Regions from separate parts of the Mus musculus genome. Here region 1 is linked to region 2. Evidence: chromatin contacts called from public HiChIP or PLAC-seq data. All regions are on one chromosome and are shown on one strand. Each heading gives the region's core, a stretch centred on a gene start, on an enhancer-like site or on the middle of the called end of the contact. The rest is flanking DNA. Distances are from core to core; before and after follow the strand shown. Region 1 has its middle 7.6 kb from the start of Insc. Region 2 overlaps 4933406I18Rik (RIKEN cDNA 4933406I18 gene).

Evidence for each region. HiChIP or PLAC-seq counts read pairs in DNA pulled down with a chosen protein or histone mark.
Region 1: an H3K27ac HiChIP or PLAC-seq map of double positive thymocytes shows a contact between it and region 2, with 5 read pairs. The contact joins two enhancer-like sites. A contact is called at or near these places in 2 of 39 promoter capture datasets (cranial neural crest and embryonic stem cells), 1 of 484 Hi-C or Micro-C datasets (nephron progenitors) and 1 of 115 datasets of contacts at active chromatin or transcription factors (double positive thymocytes).

The regions. Positions count from the first base shown.
Region 1 is chr7:114,736,801-114,739,500 of GRCm38.p6, forward strand. No RefSeq gene overlaps it. Among named protein-coding and RNA genes, the nearest start is that of Insc, 7.6 kb to the right of the region's middle. Within about 2 kb of position 1,266, at least 14 of the 459 cell types and tissues checked have an H3K27ac peak or open chromatin away from gene starts, as enhancers often do. A contact at or near this core is called in double positive thymocytes, where this site is marked.
Region 2 is chr7:114,316,177-114,318,876 of GRCm38.p6, forward strand. The region is part of intron 3 of 4933406I18Rik (RIKEN cDNA 4933406I18 gene); the gene reads right to left. Among named protein-coding and RNA genes, the nearest start is that of Psma1, 41 kb to the left of the region's middle. Within about 2 kb of position 1,400, at least 192 of the 459 cell types and tissues checked have an H3K27ac peak or open chromatin away from gene starts, as enhancers often do. A contact at or near this core is called in double positive thymocytes, where this site is marked.

The DNA of each region.
Region 1 (2,700 bases), core at 16-2,515, 420 kb after region 2:
AGAAATGGGTATGGGAGGGGTACAAGGAAAGAGTCTGGTGCAGGTGTAGCAACTCCGGATTGGCCGGGCTGTGGTTGCTGGGGAGATTTTCTGACTCTTTTTCAGCAACCAATATCACAAACACCTGGCAATGGGCTTCATCAGAGGGCATACACAAGGAAGGGTCAAAACATTGGCAGACACACAGGTTCAAGGAGTGGCCAGAGCATTGTGCACCTCTATTTTTCTAAATCAGTGAAGCTAGTTCTGCTAACACTGACATCTATCTTGCCAATTTCAGGGCTTCTGTGACTTTTACATTCTTTCAGGATCTTTCAATGAGAGTAGCTATTTCTGGATATGAAGGTCTTGACTGTGTAAGAACAGAGAAAGTTGGCTGAGCACTAAACATGTATGCATTTAGTTCTTTGCTCATTTTAATAATTGGTTTTATTATTTGTGCCTGGGGGAATCTACAGAGATCAGAAGGGTATTGAGGGTCATTGGAGCTGGAGTAAGGCAGTTGTGAGACACTCAGCATGGGTGCTAGGAACTGGACACTGAAGTCTATTCCTCTGCAAGAGCAGCAAGCACTCCTAACTTCCGAACCATCTTTCCAGTCCTCCTTTCTATTCTTGACTACGGGTATGATGTGAGCAGCTGTCTCAAGCTCTCGCCACTGTGACTTCCCTGCAGTGATGGACTGTGATCTGGAACTGTAAGCTAAAATCAACCCTTTATTCCCTAAGCTGCTTTTTGTTCAGATAGTTTATCAACAGTAATAGAAACAAAACTAGAATAGGGCGCTAGTGGTATGGGCTTGTTAGAGGAGGTATGTCAATGGAGAGTGAGCTTTGAGGTCTCAAAAGCCCATACCAGGCTTAGTGTCTCTTTGCCTCCTGCTTGCTGGATCAGGATGAAAAGCTCCCAGCCACTGCACCAGAACCAAACCTATCTGCCTGCTGTGATGCTCATGGACTCATCCTCTAAAACTGTAAGGGAGTTCCCAATTCAATGCTTTCTTTTGTAAGAGTTGCCCTGGTCACAACATCTCTTCAGAACAATAGGGCAGAAACTAAGAGTGTAGCTATTGGGTCTAATGGATGAGGAGTGCAAATGAACTTCCCAGAGAACGTCCTAAAGGACCCATGCCTTCTGGATGGGTTTTCTATGGCTCCCCTTTTCTATTTGCATGTTGTTCGTGGGTGATCTTAGCCCTCCTCTGCTCTGCTACATGGGGAAGATATTTCCTCTGCCAGGCTTGAATGATTTCACAGGTGTTAGTTGGTTGTCTGTTGTGTGTCAGAAGCTGAGGCCTCTGAGTTTGGGGTATGGAAGCCCCTCCTGCTACAGCAGAGTCCCTCAAAATTTAGTAGGCATTGGAGTTATCTAGAAGGCTTGTTAAAGCATACCTTCACCCTCTAATCTAACAGACACAGACCCAGTTAGTGGAAAGAAGAATCCAGGATGCCTGTCATTTTCATTTTCCTTCCACTATGCCTTGTCCTCAGACAAGATGCCAAATGGGGAGTAATCACTCAAGTATGCAACTCTGCAGTGGTGGTTTTCTAAGAGTGGCCTGCATCCCATCAGACAGGCAGATTCTTAGGTCTCCTGCCAAACTAAGGAGTCAGACACCCAAGGATTATCATCAGCCTGACCATCCTGATTACACAAAGGGGGATCACACACAGAGACCTAAGCCAAGACATTTCCTCTCACCAAGCCTCAGTTTCCCTGTCTGTCAAATGGAGGGTTTGAGATGGAATGTCTTTGTTGATCCTTGTCTCTCAAAGTAAGTCTGCATCAGAATTTTTATGGGATGCTTAGAAACTGAGACCTGCAGGGCCCCTTGTGGAGCCAGTAAGTAGTTAATAACAGGTTTTCCAAAGCAGAAGGAGGCAGAGAGAGACTAAGCAGTATTTGCCCAGGTCTGTGGTGTAAATAAATACTCCTACCATGGCCAAGTTCAAGCTAAGAATGTGAAATCCTGGCAGCAGTTTAAGGCATGGGGAGGGGGAGGGAAGGAGAAAGAGAGGAAGGGAGGGAATATTGAAAACCCATCACCACCGGGCTCTCTATAACAAAGCAGTCTGGGAGAGGTGATTTCCTAGAGAAGGCAGGCAGTATGTAAATAACCCATTTAAAGTCTACCAAGCCTCCTGTTCTAGCTCTAAGGTCTTTTTTCTTTCTCAGGAGTATCCTACCTTCCTTTCTTCATTCTATCTTCCTTCCTTCCTCCTTTCTCCTTCCTTCCTCCCTCCCTCCCTCCCTTCCTTCCTCCCTCCCTCCCTCCCTCCCTCCCTTCTTCCTCCTCCCTCCCTCCCTCTGTTCCTTCCTTCCTTTCTTCCTTTTGCTCTTTTCTCCATAAACTGTCTCTGTCTCTATCACTATCCATGTGACCCTGTGAACCTGGTCCAATTTTTTGCCTTGAGACACAAGAACCTAGAAATCTAAGCAGATGCTGTCTGGATTCAGATCTCTGACTATAAGAGAACTGCTGTCCTCCTTGGAAAGAGGAGTGTACTTGGGACTCCAGATCACCATCTACCTGCTGACCCTGAAGCTCTGAGGAGACCTAGGTTTCACATCCTAGGTTGTAATATCCAGGATGGAGACTTTGGGGGGGGGCAGCAGGGGGGTGTTGGGGAAGGTCTTCTTACTCTCCCTTCTAATTAAATTACAGATTCTCACACTAGTGATGGAAGTTGGACACATCTC
Region 2 (2,700 bases), core at 150-2,649:
TATTTTATTTCTTACTACAATTATGCATATGTTAAGAAAACATGATCATGGTGCTATTACTATAAACAATTATCATGGATAAAAGAAAAACAGGCTGTATTCATTCACTTTCTTTGGTTAAAATCTACCATGTCAAAACAGAGTGTCGTAATGGTGACATTAGATCATTAGACCGGAATCTAACCATCAGCTCCACGACTGGAGTGTTCTGTCCTAGTTTCCCGCAGTCAATCAGTTCTTTCAAAGTCTTGCTTTTTACCGGATGCTCATTAGGGCCTTTGTAAGCACAATGGTTATAGAACAAAAGAGATTGTGAACTGTATCTCACTCAGTGAGTGAGTAACACAGGAGTCATTAGAGTAGAAATGAGACTCTCTAAACAGTCATCTGAACCACAGACAGAATGTCATCAGAGAGGAAGTCAAGAGTTCTGCTGGAAATGGAGCTGGTTGGGCCCTACATAGCAGTAGCTGTTGCAGAAAAGGAAGCCCTGACCGTGGTGGTGACGAGGTAGGAGGTGGTGCAGTGCTTTTGAGAATCATTGCTTCCAAAGATCCTACAGAGTCAGGCTGTCTTCTCAGAGTCTGCCTTGCTATGTGAATGCTTGGCTTAGAGAAAGCCAATGTGCTACTTGCAAAGCAAGCCAAGTCCCACATTTGATTCTGTAAAGGTGATAACAACTTGAAAAAATTTAAGCTGGCAGCGAATAGGTTGCTGTGCCTAAGGGAATCACTGTGCCAGCAAAGAGCAGAATAAAATCAAAGCCACATCTATTTTTTTTCCTGTTTTGTTTTATGAGATGGGGTGCCTTGCTATATTTCTCAGTCTACCCTCAAATTCCTGAGCTCAAACGATCTTTCTGTCTCGGGCTCTCAGTAGTTGAGACTATAGGAATAGGTTTTCATTCCTGATATGGCTGATACCTTTCATTCCTGCCTCCCCAAATTACCCATTGGTTAACGCTCAGAGAAGGGCATTTAGAATAACCATTATTGTGCTGGGGAGATGCCTCAATGGGTAAGAACCTTTGCTGTGAAATCATGAGGACCCGAGTGCAGATCTGCAGGACCTAGGTGAAAAAGCAGGACCTGGCAACATACTGTCATCCTAGTTCTAAGTGAGGGCTGAGCTAATAGCTTGAAGGGACAAGTTTCTGCATTTGTTACACCAGAAACAGTAAGACTAATGTCTGTCTGAGTCAGTTCAGGAGCCAGAAAGAGCCCCGGCTGCTTAGCTGGGAACTGCTCAAGAAGTAGTTTGCTCCTCCTTAATGGGATGGCTTTGCTACAAGAACCAGAAGAAAGTAAAGAAGGCATTCTTAGCTTGGGTCCAGGGGAAAGCCAGTCTGGCAGAAACTCTTCAGTTCCCTCAGCCAGGAAGCAGCAATCTACGTAAACAGGAAGTAGAAAAGGCTGGGGGAGAGGGTGGCGGTTAGCTGGCAAGAAACAAGAGCTGACAGCAGCTGGGTGTAAGTGCTTACATGCAAAAGAGTCAGATACAGGTCCAAGGCTTTGCATGTTAAACGCTCCGGTGCTGCCCTTTGGAGGCCTTGCCTCACAAAGGTGTTTGTGCAGTCTGTGTGGGGTTCCATCTGCAAAAGGGTGCATCTTTGAACACCTACGTTCCGCCAAATATCTGCTAAGTGGTTTAGATTTATTTAATTATCTTAGAATTCTATGAGCATGGGACTAGTTGAAGAGTTGAAAAAAGAAACGGACTCAGAAGGAGTAAGTTACTCTGTTCAAATTCAATGCACAGACTTTGGAAAACTGTCTTTTCTGAAAACTGTTAAACATGATCTACTGAAAGACGTGAGGCCAGTGATGTGCCTCTGGGTAAAGATCCATACAAACAAGCCTGGCATCCGAGTCTACCTGAGGGAAGAGGAGAACTGATTCCTGTAAGGAGTCCTCAGACAGAACTGTGCCCCACATGTGCCCCGCCCTGGCCCCAGTAAATAAGTACATGTACATAAAAGATTTTAAAGACAATGTATCCCCCCCATTTTCACCTGTGTGTGTGTGAGTGTGTGTGTGTGTGTGAGAGAGAGAGAGAGAGAGAGAGACGACTGACAGAAAGACAGAGACAGAGAGAGAGACACAAAGACACACACAGAGACAGAGAGAGGCAGAGACAGAGACAGAGACAGACAGACAGACAGACAGACAGACAGACAGACAGACAGACAGACACACACACACACACACACACACACACACAGAGAGAGAGAGAGAGAGAGAGAGAGAGAGAGAGAGAGAGAGAGAGACAGACAGACAGACCTGCTGGGAGTTTGGTACCTCAAGATGAAGCTGAGTATCTTCTCAGCCATCAGCTGTCAGAAACTCATTGGACTGGAAGAAGAACTTTATGGGTTTGTTTTTTGTTTTTGTTTTGTTTTTTTTAATGAGAAGTGAGTGGCCACAGATGTTGCTGCCAAGAGTATCTACTTCTAAGTCAGAGTTCAGTACAGAATAAGAGTATTTTAGAGTAACAAATAAATGATCACACCATGAAATAAAAAGATGTATTGAAGAGGAAGTTGATCAGGGAGGGAGAGAATAAAGGGTTGGAGGGCTCTAGTGAGGGTTGATGGGACCAAAGTGTATCATATGAACATTTTACAATGGTATTACTGTTTCAAAAAATTTTTAAAAATTACTATATGTGTGTATGTGTCTGGGTATTTCTGCACTTGTGTGT